Linked DNA regions of Mus musculus: region 2 is linked to region 1. Evidence: chromatin contacts called from public Hi-C data. All regions are on one chromosome and are shown on one strand. Each heading gives the region's core, a stretch centred on a gene start, on an enhancer-like site or on the middle of the called end of the contact. The rest is flanking DNA. Distances are from core to core; before and after follow the strand shown. Region 1 has its middle 14 kb from the start of Gm28231. Region 2 overlaps Snx14 (sorting nexin 14).

What was found. A called contact is a pair of places that touch in the nucleus more often than the background predicts.
Region 2: a Hi-C map of erythroblasts shows a contact between it and region 1, with 2.9 times the contacts expected there. The contact joins two enhancer-like sites. A contact is called at or near these places in 2 of 484 Hi-C or Micro-C datasets (embryonic fibroblasts and erythroblasts), 1 of 115 datasets of contacts at active chromatin or transcription factors (CD8 T cells) and 4 of 9 other capture datasets (adipose tissue, embryonic stem cells, liver and 1 more).

Annotation. Positions count from the first base shown.
Region 1 is chr9:88,270,249-88,277,678 of GRCm38.p6, reverse strand. No RefSeq gene overlaps it. Among named protein-coding and RNA genes, the nearest start is that of Gm28231, 14 kb to the right of the region's middle. Within about 2 kb of position 4,133, at least 130 of the 459 cell types and tissues checked have an H3K27ac peak or open chromatin away from gene starts, as enhancers often do. A contact at or near this core is called in erythroblasts, where this site is marked.
Region 2 is chr9:88,399,469-88,406,898 of GRCm38.p6, reverse strand. It overlaps Snx14 (sorting nexin 14), which reads left to right. Exons shown (of 29, transcript NM_001359958.2): 9 at 1,584-1,659; 10 at 2,156-2,200; 11 at 2,308-2,388; 12 at 2,481-2,595; 13 at 3,479-3,634; 14 at 4,631-4,755; 15 at 4,921-4,979; 16 at 6,150-6,176. Among named protein-coding and RNA genes, the nearest start is that of Snx14, 36 kb to the left of the region's middle. Within about 2 kb of position 2,533, at least 83 of the 459 cell types and tissues checked have an H3K27ac peak or open chromatin away from gene starts, as enhancers often do. A contact at or near this core is called in erythroblasts, where this site is marked.

The DNA.
Region 1 (7,430 bases), core at 2,884-5,383:
GTCTTCTGTAGCCCGGTTAGTCTCCATATACAGCTGAGAATAACCTTGGTCTCCTGATCTCTTTCCTTCTCTTCCCGAGTGCTGGGTTTTCAGGCCTGCACCACCACATTGGTTACCTCTGTTCTTATGAGTTCTGTCTAAGCCTCATCGCAAGGTGAAGAGGTGAGAACAAACTTGGAATCTGTGTTAAATTCCCAAGACAGAGAAAAGGACATAGGGCAGAAGGACACATGTGTACCGTGCTGTGTAGCTACTTTCTTGGAACAGAAGCTCCTTGAGACTCAAAAGGTTCTAAACTGAGGCTCTTTATGTCTCAGACAGTGAACAACTCAGAAATCTCAGGAAGTCCCGCAAGCTTGCCAGATGCATGTATAAACTGTAAGGACTCCATGTCGTCCACAGATCTCCAGAGTTCCAAGCTCCATGAGTCATCACCTCCGCTGGATGATTCAGCTGCCTCTAAGCATGGTCCTGTAAGGAACCCATGTTCCTGTAAGTAGCTCCAGGAAACTCACTCACTGTGGAGCTAGAAATAGACTGAAACTACAGGGAGCAGGGAGAGGTCAGCACCGCACAGTCTTCTGGAGACGAGACACCATTGCAAGAGAATCTGTCGCAGGGGAGCCCTTCTGCTCTTGCCCCAACTGTCCTCTCTTAGACACATGACAGCAGTGCTGTGAGAGAACTTTTACATTTTTCCACATGAGGGCTGAGTAGCTGTTGCTTTCTTTATGAGAAATCTGTGATCATCATCATCTTCTCCTCCTCCTCCTCTTGCTCCTCTTCTTCCCTTCCCTTCCCTTCCTCCTCCTCTTTCTCCTCCTCCTGTTACTATTGTGCCATTTTTTTGGATAGAATTTTCTTCCAGTAGTGGCACAATTCTACATATTCAATGTCTGCACAGACATCAGCTAAAACTGATTATAACCCCTCCAACACACACACACACTCTCTCTCTTGCTCTCTCTCTTGCTCCCTCTCGCTCTCTCTCTTGTTCTCTCTCTCTTGTTCTCTCTCTCTTGTTCTCTCTCTCTTGTTCTCTCTGTCTCTTGTTCTCTCTCTCTCCCTCTCTCTCTCTCTCTCTCTCTCTCTCTCTCTCTCTCTCTCTCACACACACACACACACACACACAGGCACAACCTCTGGATTCATACAATGTCAATTGAGTGGAGGCAAGCAAGCCTCCTCCCATAACACTTTACCAACTCTGTTGTGTTTGAATGCTTCTGACTACAATCAAAACACAGCATCAGTTGAGCAGAGGCAGCAGCTAGACAGCTGCTCATTTGAGTGTGGTCAAGGACACTGACATCACTGTTTAATCATCTGTTTGCTCATCCTAGAAGAAAGGGAGATTGGTCACCACTGTACTTTGATTGTGTTCAACTCAATCACCATGTTCCAAAAATAACAGGTTGTTATCGTCAAATACTCAGTTATTTTCAGTTCCCCTCCACTTCAACATGCCACAGCTATAACTGAAGAGCACAAGAGCAAAGAGACCATGGCTAACGTGTTTGCTGGAACCACTCATTGTTCCGGCTGATCTACTCCTAGCATTTTCTTCCTATTTCTGGTGTTCATAAGGTTGTTGTTGTTTTTAAAGATTATTTTAGTTTATGTGTAAGGGTACTATCTTAGTTAGTCTTCTGTTGCTGTGATAAAACACCATGACTGAGGCAATTTAAAATGGGAAGTGTTTATTTGGTGCTTATAGTTTCAGAGGGTTTGAGTCCATGATCATCATCGCTGGGAGCATGGTAGGAGGCAGATAGGCATAGTGCTGGAGAAGTAGCTGGATGCTCATCTTGAGTCAGAACCATGAGGCACAGAGATATAACTGAATGGTGTGGGCTTTTAAAGACATTCAAGTCCATCTCCACTGACATACCTCCTTCAATAAAGCCACATTTCCAAATCCTTCCCAAACAGCTACACCAACTGGGATCAACTAATCAAATATATGAGCCAATGTGGGGGGGTATCATCATTAAAACCACCACTGATGTTTTGCCTACTTGTGTGTCTGTGTATCTCATGCATGCCTGGTGCCCATGGACGCCAAAAGAAAGCATTGGATACCCTCGAACTGGAGTTACAGACAGTTATGCGCTGATTACTAGGGATAGAGCCTCAGTTCTCTGGAAGAGTAGCCAGTGGACTTAGCCTTTGAAGCATTTCTTCAGCCCCCTAAAGATTAATTTTTTATTAATTATGTATATGTATGTGTAGGTGAGCACTAGTGTCCTCAGAGGCCAGAGGCATCAGATCCTCTGGGAGCTGGAGTTATTTGCAGGCAATTGTGATCTACCCAACATGGTTGCTGGGAACTGGTCCTCTGGAAGAGCAGTATGTGCTCTTAACCTCTGTGCAATCTGTCTAGTCTCAAAGTATAAAGTATACAGATTTTATATGTACAAAGGTCTTTAGGTATACATTTTATGTTCTTAAGAATGTGCACATATTTGTATTTAAACTTTGAGGCTTTCATGACCATCATTGGAGCAAGTTATTACATAGAGGATATAAACTTGCCAAGCCTCACTTTATGTAGCTGTGTCAGTGTAAAATGTTCTTATGCCCTCTGTGCTGTCCTTCCCTCTGTCTAGAGCTTGAAGACGCTCAAAGGAAGCTCTCACAGAAGAGAAGAGGCAGCTAAGGGGCCTGAGAGTGGGTGGATTCAAGGAGAGCATGACAGCTAGTACCCAGTAGCTGGGTGCTGTCACCAAAGGCAGAACTATGTGGATCTTAGGAGCTCTGGACATGTCCATGTGGACTAGCATATACCCTGGACTTTGCACAAGTGTGTAAAACATTAACTTAGTAAGACAAACCTTTCCTTAGAAAGGAAGTTTCCAGATTTCAAACCACTTGGCTTTTGATTCCACCTTTTCTCTCGATTTGAGTCAAAGCCGTGTTTATACTTTTCCCCTTAACACTGATGAGGGCTTCCCACTTTTCTCTGTAAGCTTTGTGTCTCACTAAACCCACTGTGTTTACTTTTAATTTATAGCAGCACGCTTGTATCAGACTCCCGGGAAATGGTCTGGTCTGCAGTTTTTGGAACTGTGACCTAGAAGGATGTATTGTTTTAGCTTAGAGAAACAAATGAATGTTTCTACCTGGCCTTGCTGAGGGCTTTCTGTGCTGGATTGAGGCTGACACCTGGGAGTCTCTCAGCTTGACTGGAAAGCCCCAGTGAGCCTTCCTTACGTTGTCTTCTGAGATCCCTTTCTGGAATTCTTTGCCAAACTTTTATTTATTTATTTATTTATTTATTTATTTATTTATTTATTTATTTAGACCTGTTGCAAACCAAGGGCTGAGGGGAGTGACTGGTTAATGTGACCTGCTTCAGACCACACTGTGACTCCACTTGGCTCCCCACAGGATTCATGCCAGCTTGGAAGATAAACAAAAACCCTGCCCATGCCTGAGAGTGTTACTTATGTGCACAGTGCAGACAGGCCTCATCCAGATTTCCTGAACCTTTGCCAGCCAGATTGACTCAGCTCTCCCAGTGATGCCCAGTTTCCTACCCATGTGGCATATGTGAGCATAAAAACACTACCTTGTTCTCTCAGAACAAGGTTAGCCCTAGACTAGTGTTCTGAACCTCCAGTCTTCCTGCTACACAATCAAAGTGCTCCCTGGATAAACTTTGATATGTAAGTTTTAAAAAATATTTTAAATGGCTCTGTGGTTAGGGGTGGGATTTCAGTTCCCAGGACTCCATGAAAGGAATCTCCCAGCTGCCTATAACTCCAGCTCCAATTCCCTTTTCTTGTCTCCTCACATACAAAAACACACACACACCACCACCACCACTACCACTACCACCACCACCATCACCACCACACGCACGCACATGCACACATACCTACACACATACCTACAAATAAATGAAAAATAAAATAAATACATTTTAAAAAGAGAAGTGTGATATCACGTATGCTACCCCCCTAAAGCTGGGTTCCCAGCTTGGAGCTTTACTGCCTTGCTTCAGAATGGTTCCTCAACATCAATTTGTTGAAGCAAAAAATCAAGAAGCAAGCTGTCAACCCACTAAGCAAGGGCTCTGCTCTAAGCTGGCTTACCCGTTTCCTGAACAGACTCAGCATTGCCCAGGCTGAGCCAGTGACTGGGCACACCTCCTGCAAGGCTTTGAGTAACTGTGTGGTTTAGAATTGCATCAATCCTGCGGACAAGCGTTGTTTCTTCAGACTTTCCAGAGACCGATCTAGACAGACAGCTGTCATTTCCTGAGGATGTGATTCATTCATACCCAGCTAAGGGTTGTGTTGCCCAGAGAACAGAGACTCTGAGAGACCAAAGTCACATCTCTGTGCCTTGTTCCAAGGCTGGCCATTGGAGTCTAATGATGCACCAAGAAAACTTGCTGTAGGGATAGAAATCCAGTCCCCAGCTGTCTCCCTTCTTGTTGAAGTCAATTTACTCTTTTTATTTTATCTATCTGTCCATCTGTCCATCCGTCCTTCCATCCATCCATCCATCCATCCATCCATCCATCCATCCATCCATCCACCCACCCACCCACCCACCCATCCATCCATCCATCCATCCATCCATCCATCCATCCATCCATTCATCCATCCACCCATTCATCCATATATCTACCTATCTTACTAAAAGCTTCTTCGGCCCTTGGCACATTGCTTGAACGACATTTCTTTTGCTTAGAAAGCATGCCAACTTTGTAAGGCACTTCCATGCCGCAGAGTTTCTTAATTCCTCAGCTTAGGAAGTTTGCTAGGAGCGTGTGCCTTGTGCTGACTTGCCCATTTCTATGCTTTTTGTGAGAATGTTTGATTCTACCCTAACCTGGACTCCAGCTTTATCTGTCAACTCACACAACTGCATCCTCTTCTCTCATATATTCATTTCCTTCTTTACATCTTCCACTAGTATGTTGCACATCAGTTATGTGCCAAATATTTGCTCAGTTATTCTATGATGTGGAGAAATTTTATTCACTATAATTCTGGACAGGAGTGAGAATGATAGGGGCTGGCCCCTAGCGGAGAAGCAGGTACTGGCCAACAGGCTGAAGTGACCCTCCTGATGTGTGTGGAATGGCTGCTTAAACTGGAGCTTCTGAAGATGGAGTATAAATTTAGGGCTCAATCTTTTTTTTTTTTTTTTTTTGAGATAGGGTTTCTCTGTATCGCCCTGGCTGTCCTAGAACTCACTTTGTAGAGCAGGCTGGTCTCAAATTCAGAAATCTGCCTGCCTCTGCCTCCCAAGTGCTGGGATTAAAGGCATGTGCCACCACCTCCCGGCGGGGCTCAGTCTTTAAGGAAGCAAAGTATGGGAACATGTTGTGCTGTGAAAATGCTCCTGAGGCAGGGGAACATTGGGAATAGTTTCGAGCCTGGGACTCTTTGGTTAGGGCTATATACACACCTATTTCCTAATAATAATAGACTTGGTAGCTTGAAATTCTTTTTTTTTTAATTTTTTATTAGATATTTTCTTCATTTACATTTCAAATGCTATCCCAAAAGTCCCCTATACCCCCACCCCCGCCCTAGCTTGAAATTCTTATCTGCACACACACCTCACTCTGAATAATGCACCTAGCAATCTAGCATCTAGATCCCACTTGTATCTAGATGAATACACATCCATCTCTGAATAGTGGAATAGATTTCTCCTCTCCTTAAACTCAGACAGAGTACATTCAATCACACTCTCCTCATGTCTGAATAGAAGACCAGAAAGGCATATCTGGCCTGAACTGGTTTTAGATCAACCAAAACCTTATGAAACAAAGCAAATCAGTGTCCTCAAGTGATAGTTATGGAGAAGCCCATTTATCACTCTATGTGTCTATGTGTAACTATGTGCACACATGATTAAAACCAGATGCATTGTGGGAAGAGAAACGTGTACTAGAGCTTAATCTATCAGGCAGAACAGGGAACCTCCAAATAAATGTGTTCCATCAGTAGCCAGCCCTTCACTCTTTTAGACTCCATAACAAGAGACCCCAGGAAGTAAACAGGTTATTGAGTGTCTTCAGCCTTGTGGTCTGCCGCTCTCCTGCTCTCTTAAATATTCTGATCTATTCTACAGCTTCATTTTGAATCAAGTTTCCTTGCTACTTTGCAAGTTGTGTGGGTTTTTATTCCATTCTTGGATTAGAGGCCAAGAACCCACAAACACCCAGCCCAGATTCTGACCACTGAATATTCCCACTCTCAAGGCTGTTATGAAAACTGAGAGGGGAGGGTTTTAGATCTATATTGGCCTAGATAGAAACCTTGTAAAGAAACAGACCCAGAGAGTAAGGTTCCTCAAGGATGCCATAGTTCTCACTGGGTAGCTATAGTAGTCATCCAAGATGGTGTCACTGGGAAGCTTGATCTAGGGTCCCCTACTCTGTGTCTTCTTCTTCTTTTTTTCCTATTATTCTCTTTATTTTAGATAGAACATATATAGCTCAGACTGGTATTGAAGTCACAGTGTAGCTGAGACTCTGTGTCTTCTTAGGGCAGAAGAATTGAGAACTTTTTTCCCTCTGGGTAGCAACAGGCCAGAGGATCATTGATTACACAATAACAAAACAAAAGAAAACAAACCTAGGGCTTTAGTGGCAGAGCAAAGCCTTGCTTTGGGGACACTGTGAGCCTGGACTTCAGCCTCCATCTGTCCCTGTATTAGTAATGGTGACTCTGACTTCAGTATGCATGTTTATTTACTTCACCGGTCTGTTTCTTATCTGCTGTTGGACATGCTATAATAAAGGAGATGGCTCCAGTGTGTCCTGGGAATCAGCCAGCACTCTGTAAAGCTGTCCATGCTGGGGGCTAAGGTTTTAGAGAACATTCTCGGTGGCCATTGCAGCCTGACAGGAAATAATAAACATCTAACTCATGAACTGGTGGGTGCCCAAAGTGCTGCTTATAAGGGAAAGGGTGTAGGTGGGCTCTATGTGGGACTCATAGGGCATTCCCCTACACACCAGAGAGGTCTAATAGGAAGACACCGCCAAGGAAGGAAGCTTGGAAAAAGTGTAATAAGAAATAAAAGTAACCATTTAACATGTACCCATCACCGTCAACTTTACAAATAAAACTCTCACCCTAGGGTCTGGTTGGTGAGAAGGGGAAGCTCAGAGGACTTACTCTATGGGAGGCTGTGAGCCTGTGGCTCTCCCCTCAGGCGCTGGTCAGTCTGGAAGTTCCTACAGGCTCGGACGATTGAGCAGCGGCTCCTTTTGGTTTTCTGAGAATTCAGAAAAGTCCCTAGGTAGGTAGCTGAGCTCTTACTCTGCTAAGGGCTATTGAGAACACTTCTTTTCTCCCAAGCAGAAAAGTTCTTCTGATGTACAAATTGCAGATTTAAAACTGAGTCCGTTCAATGCAGTCTTTCCTTTTAGTGACCATAACTTTTATGAGAGGAGGCTG
Region 2 (7,430 bases), core at 1,284-3,783, 130 kb before region 1:
CTTCCCTCCATTCCCCCTTCTTCTAGAGAAGTATATGTGGATTTTGCCCATAAGTTACTTCATTACCCTTATCCTGATAGTTCTTAGATTGTTATTTACAGTAAAAGAACAATTTAGAGGGGAAAATTGTGGCTCATTCTTTCCTCTCTCCTCTGTCCGCTCTCCCTCTCTTCCTTTCCGTTCATTGAGACAGGGCCATGCTACATAGTGTTCTCGACCTGCTTTGTCTCCCAATTTAGGGTTGTAGGTCTGTGTCACCATGCTCAGCTCAGTGATGTACTTGCAAATATTTAATCATTAGACGATATAGAAGTGCATGTTGGTAGAGGTATTTTAGTGTTTTGATCAAGCTGTCTAGCTGGATATGCTGCTGTGATCTCATCTATGTAGGTGCCTGAGCAGAGTGCAAATGTGAAAATCCGTCCTGGGAAACATACTGATCCTCCTTCGTAAAGAAATCTTTAGTCTCATTTGTGTTGCCAGTTAAATTGTCCTTAGTCTTAGGGCGCATGCTGTTGGATATACCATACATACACAGTTTTTTGGTGTGTGTGTTAAGGAGCAAACCCGGGACCTTGTACATGCTACTCAGTCTCTCAGCTACATCTCCAGCCTGTAAACGTGAACTTATAAAGCTAGCAAAGATTCGAGAAGGAAAAGTGCTCTGATGTCTTCCTGCTCCCTCCTGTAAGAGAGCGCTCATTTCCTTTAAACAGTGGGCACTTTTAGCAAATGAAGAGCGCAAGTCCAAGTGTGTGATGCTGCAGCAGAAGCATCTAGACACTTGCTGAAAATGCAGAATTGTACGGCCCTTCCTGGTCCTACTGAATTTTAATCTGAGTTTTTTGGATAGATAAGTGTGTACGTAGGGGAGGAGCCTAAACAGCCACATAAGACAAGCGCTCTTCCACTGAACTACACTCCCAGCTCCATCTTTCCTTTCCCCTTCCCCCTCTCCCCCTTTCCCCTTTCCCCTTTCCCCTTCCCCCTCTCCCCCTTTCCCCCTTCCCCCTTCCCCCTTCCCCTTTCCCCTTTTCCCCTTCCCCCTTTCCCCTTCCCCCTTCCCCCTTTCCCCTTCCCCTTCCCCCTTCCCCTTTTCTCTTTCCCCTTCCCCCTCTCCCCCTTCCCCCTTTCCCCTTTCCCCTTTCCCCCTTCCTCCTTCCCCCTCTCCCCCTTCCCCCTTCCCCTTTCCCCTTTCCTTTTTTCTTTCTTTTCTACCTACCTACCTACCTACCTACCTACCTACCTACCTACCTACCTATCTACCTATCTACCTACTTATCTACCTACCTACCTACCTACCTACCTACCTACCTACCTACCTACATGGTTTCATAGTACAGCCTGTAGCTGACCTGGAACTTGCTGTGTAGATCAGGCTGGCCTTGAACTAAGATCCAATTTTTTCTGCCTCTCCAGTGCTGGGGTTAAAGGCGTGCGCTACCATGTCCATCCCCATAGTTTCATTTCCGTGGGGTCTTTAGTTAGTTAAGTGCTTGACAATGAGGAACTTGTGCGGGTCACTGATTACAGAATTATTATTATTAATTATTATTATTAATTATTATTACTTCTGTCTCCAGGTCCCTGACATTACTCATAAGAGAGATTCTGTCTGGTTCTGTGCTTCTTCCTTCTTTGGATTTCCTAGCTGATCCAGTAAGATTACATTTTTTCTTTTCTTTTTCTTTCTTTCTTTCTTTTTTATAAAATACTCTTGAATTACTGTTTAGCCATTTTGTGTGTATAGTACATTGTTTTGAAACATGTGCTTATTTGAGTGACCATCATCATCACCTTCCAAAGTGTTGGTCTTAACAAAACGAAAATCCTGTAAATTCTACACCCATAAACAGTAATTCCTTGGCAGAGGAATGTTTTAGTAGTCCTTTCCTTGCCAAGTCTCAGTAGTAATCCATTCTATGTGTGTGTCACATTTTGCTTATTTATTTGTTCTTGGATGGACACTTTCAACAGTTCTGACTGGTTTGATTGTAGTTCTTTAGGAGTCCCTCTGTAACACACAGATACAGATATTTAGCCAGTCACTGTGCTGTTTATTTTTCTAGCAAACTTGATAATGTGAAAGTTCTGAGAATTTTTGGCAGAACATGACAGTGGGTTATTCTGACCTGTGCTTCTTACGTCCCATTAGGATACTGTCAATCATTTGCTTATCATCTTCATAGACGACAGCCCTGTGAGTATTGAGCGTACTGCGTGCGACACTTGGAACTGCTTTGTTTGAACTGTATGTACCAACTCTAGTGCGAATTTTACTGAATTGATAATTCTGTTTCTTCCAAGCCTGAAAAAGCAACTGAACCAGCTTCCCCTTTGGTTCCATTCCTGCAGAAATTTGCAGAACCTAGAAATAAAAAGCCATCCGTGAGTGTTTTCAGCATTAATGTTTTGGAGATAACAGTTTTAAAATACATTCATGTATCTTTCACTTACTCTTCCTCTCATGTTGCGACAAGGTGCTGAAGTTAGAGCTGAAACAAATCAGAGAACAGCAGGACCTTTTGTTCCGCTTTATGAACTTCCTGAAACAAGAAGGGGCCGTGCACGTCCTGCAGTTCTGTCTGACAGTCGGTGAGGCTTCCTCTGCGTGTCACCAGTGACGTCACCATGCTTGCTAGTGCTGTGGCTGTTTAGAGCAGATCTGCTGTCCAGACGACATTTCATGCTAGATATCTCGGGTGACTGAGCTTCTCCAGCTGTCTAGTCCTTTCTAGGTGGGGCATGACCGTAACATTGCCTGCAGTCAGATTCTAGTAGCAGAAAAGAATCTCTAAAAATCCAGTGTGGTGGTGCTGTGTGAAAGATCTCACAGTCCAAATCAGCACCGCTCGGCCAGCATTCTGTTAGGAGTGCCAAGCTGGAATATCACGGCGCGTTGGATCTGTGAGAAACTTTCCGAGCTGGATTGTCATTATTACTTAGTGAGCAATCAGATTTTACAATCTTGACAGATCTTTGGTATGAGAAACTAATCTAATATGTTCTTTATAGAAAATATTACAAATATGCTTACTAGTCTGTTGTAGCAAATTTGTATTGCTAGCCATGTTTATATATTTTATATTAACATAAAAATCTTGTTGAATTTGGGTTTTTGTTTGTTTTTTTTTGTATCTGTTGTTTTTGTTGTTTTTTGTTTGTTTTTTTGTTTTTTTTCAAGACAGAGTTTCTCTGTGTAGTCCCGGCTGTCCTGGAACTCACTCTGTAGACCAGGCTGGCCTCGAACTCAGAAATCCGCCTGCCTCTGCCTCCCGAGTGCTGGGATTAAAGGCTTGCGCCACCCCTACCTGGCTGAATTTGTTTTTAATTTGAGTATTCTACTCTCAAGTCCTTTTCTAAAAGTTTAAAATAATAATTTGATTATATTTTCTGCTTCTAGTTAGAATAAGAGCGTGAAGTTTTCATGAAAGCATTTATATTAACTTTTTTTCTTAATCTCTCTCTAATTTGTTAGAGGAATTTAATGATAGAATTTTGCGTCCAGAGTTATCAAATGATGAAATGCTATCTCTCCATGAAGAATTGCAGAAGATTTATAAGACCTACTGCTTGGATGAAAGCATTGACAAAATTCGCTTTGATCCCTTCATTGTCGAAGAGATTCAAAGAAGTAAGTCAGAGCGGATAGTGCATGGGTGGTCGGCATTGTTCCCGTCTGCTGCGTTTTCTTCGTGTCTCTTATTCTACTTTAAAAAAAGATTAATTTATACAGTTGTTTGTTTGAGGGAGGAGCCTCTCACTATGTGTCCCTGGGTAGCTTGGAGTTCACTTTATAGACCAGGTTGATCTCAAACTCAGAGACTTGTCCATCTCTGCTTCCCCAGTGCTGGGATTAAAAGCATGAGTCACCACTCCTGGCACTTTTTATTGCTTGAATAATTATTTTCAAGTGCGTGCGTGCGTGCGTGTGTGTGTGTGTGTGTGTGTGTGTGTGTGTGTGTGTGTGTGTGTGTTCGAGTGTGTACATGTGCCCAGGTGCCCTTGAAGGGCAGAGGCTTTAGAGCCCTCTAGTGCTGACGGTTGTGAGCTGCCAACATGGGTTTTGGTAACTGAACTCTGGTCCTTTGCAAGAGCAGTTACCAAGCGCACTCTTGAGCGCTTCACGTATTTTTTAGTCATTCCAGCAGCAGTTAAGATGCTTTAAAAAATACTTAGGACCTTTTATTAACTTTCTTAGTTAAGACTTTTTTTTTTTTTTTTACATATTTTACTGACAAGATTAAAGCTTTGAGAAAGAGAAGTGTTCACTATAAATATAACTGAGGCAGGCATGAAGGTGGATGCCTGTAATCTTAGCCCTTGGAGGTGGAGGCAGGAAGATCATGGGTTCAAGGACAGCCTATCCTACAAGGAAATTCCACTTGAGTCTGGCTGCTTAGTGGGACCCTGACACTCAAAAGAGTCCATAAGATAAAACAACTCACATAACTAATGTTTCTCAGAGCTGGAGGTAAATCTTTCTCATTTCCCATTCTAGTGAGATTTCTTCTGTAGGAGTTTCTATTAAACATAGTTTGTATGTTCATTTCACATAGTGAAATTTAAATGAATATGTTACCTTTCTGTTACTCAGCAATAACTTGTACAATTGGGTTGTTTTAAATAGTTGCTGAAGGCCCATACATAGATGTTGTGAAGCTGCAAACTATGAGGTGTCTTTTTGAAGCATATGAGCACGTCCTTTCCCTGTTGGAGAACGTGTTTACCCCCATGTTCTGCCACAGTGATGAGGTGAGTCAGGCTTCTCCACTTCTTCAGAGTGGCTCTGATAGTGTTGGGTCTGAGATTTAAGTAGCGAAATAAATTTTAAAAAAGCAAGATTAAGTAAGAGAAAGTAGTGTGTTTCAATGTCAAGTACTGGTTTTGTTAATCCTAATTTGTCTTGTTGTTTTGAAGTATTTTAGGCAACTTTTAAGAGGTGCAGAATCGCCCACACGCAATTCCAAATTCAACAGGTAAGCAGTTTACCTCTGGGTGTGTACTGGTTTTAACCTGCTGTTGCTATTTTCTGATGGCATTATAGTCTTTTTCATTGTTTGCCTAAATAAAACCCACCTGCTAGATGACTGAAGTCAAAGGCTCCAGCTTCAGCGCTGGAGAGCTCTCTTTGCCCTTTTAAGGGCACCCGGTATCTTTTGTATACCTTTTCTAGTTTTAAAATATAAAAAAGGCAGGTTGGACATACAGATATGAATACAGCCGTTTAAAGTATGTTTTTCTCCGTATTTACTTAACTTTAATGTTAGCAGTCACACTTAAGAGGCCTCTTCTCTGATACTTAACCATTAGAAGAGTTTGCTAACATCCTTTGATTGGAAATTTAGAGTATCCAGTTTGCTGTTAAATGGCTTAAAGTATTTAAAGACGATTTTATTTTTTTGGTTTGTTTACATTTTGTTTACTTGTACTTTAAAAGTAAATTTTTAATGCATACAGCGAAGTCTGACCCAGTTTATTGTGTACTCAAAGTACAACTCCTTAGGAATATATTTTTTTAGCTTCAAGATTTCTTTAAAAAGTTGTGTTTGTTTGTTTGTTTGGGATTGAGTCAAGAGCATCTGTGTATTAGGCAAACAATGTTACTACTGACGTCCTTTGTGGCCCCCCCGCCCCGCCCGACATTCTGCTGTATGTATGAGACAAGAGCTTACTGTGCAGTCTAGGCTAGACTCAAACTACACAAGTGCTAGGATACATCGTAGGCACAGGCATGAGGCACCATGCCTGGGAAAACACTCATTTTACCTCAGGCTAAAATGTGTTAAGCCTCATGAATGAGTGCATCTAACATGGACACAGTTCTGTACTGAAAATCTGACCTTCTGTTGGTTAGTTTAGTCTCTCTGTGTTGTGCTGTACCACATGGTACATCTAAGGAAAAGAACATGCTGAATGATTTTCCAACATACTGTTTTCAAAAACATTAATAATCTAGATCACAAATACCCAAACAGCTGTGTGCTGTCTTCTTCCCTGTATCGTGTTATTGATAAGGATTCCTTCGCACTTGTATAACTTTGAAGCTTTTAAATCTGATTTTGAATTATAAGGTGAAACATATTTAATATCTGGGCTTTCTCTCTCTCCTCCTCTCCTCGTATAATCTCACATATCTGATATTGCAGAGGTAGCCTAAGTTTGGATGATTTCCGGTAAGTCCTGGGCATGTGACTTTTTTTTTTCCAGCATAAATTGTCTGTTTTAATCTAGAGAGTTCACCTCAGGCAACCTAGGTGCAACTAAAAAGGAAAAATATGAAGCACAGTGATGTCCCTGCCTTTATATGAATTATTTAGGATAAATTTTTAAAGTGAATTTTTATTTTGGATTCAGAAACACCCCCTTCCCCGCAACCCCCCTGACTTCTCTCTGTAACCCTGGCTGTCCTGAAACTTGTTCTCTCAACCAGGCTGGCCTTGAGTTCAGAGCTCACCTGCCTCTCAAGTGCTGGGATGAAAAGTGTGCACCACCACTGCCCGGCTCTTAGGGGTATTTTTGAAATAGCATGCACTTATGAAATAAAATGTTCTGATAATATTAAGATATTTTTATTATTTATCTACCAGTATCTTTTAAGAGTTGTTAACTCCCTTTAAGGGATAAGGAGGGCTGCTGAATAATTTTTAGAATTCTTTGTAATTAAAGAATTGTGGGCTTTACTTTTTACTTATTTATTTTGCCCCAAGTAAATATAATGGTGTTTCTGTGGATTGAGGCATAATCACAAATGAGACTTTTGAAAAAAGCTGTAGTCCAAAACCTATATTGTTTTATAGACTCTAAATTCTAGAGACTGGAATGGCTATGTAAGGTCTAGAGATTTTAGTATTTTTATTTTCATCTGGAAATATGTTCATCAGAGCTTATAATATCTAAAACTGTTACTTTAAAAAAAACTGCATGCTTGCTTTTTAACTGTATGTTTGTTTAGATAAAAATAGTCTAGTTTGTTTCTAGTACTATTTACCACTTACTAATAGTTTTCTAGCTTTAAAATAAGTTTGATTTGTTCCAAAGACAATGCATGAAATAATCTTGTTACAGTAAACATGGTACCTTTGAAACGTGATCCATGTTTTTTATATCTCCAGTTGTTGAATTATTTCAGTAGATACATTTTTCATATAGGAATAATAGCTCCATTGAGTTAGATATCCTAAGAAAATGGTTAAGTTTTACAATAGTCTCTTGTTGGGTCTTTGGTGGTGGTAGTACTCAAATTTTAAATTAGATAAAAGTTACAGTTTGGTTTACTGAAACAGAGCATTTGGCTCTAATGGGTTGCATTTTTGCTGCTTTTGGTCTTTCTTCTTTCTTTTTAGCTACTTCTGCTTTTGGAAATTGACTTTTGAAAAATTTGTAAAACTAGTGTTTAATGTTTATGGCAGAGCTAGCTGCCTCCTCAG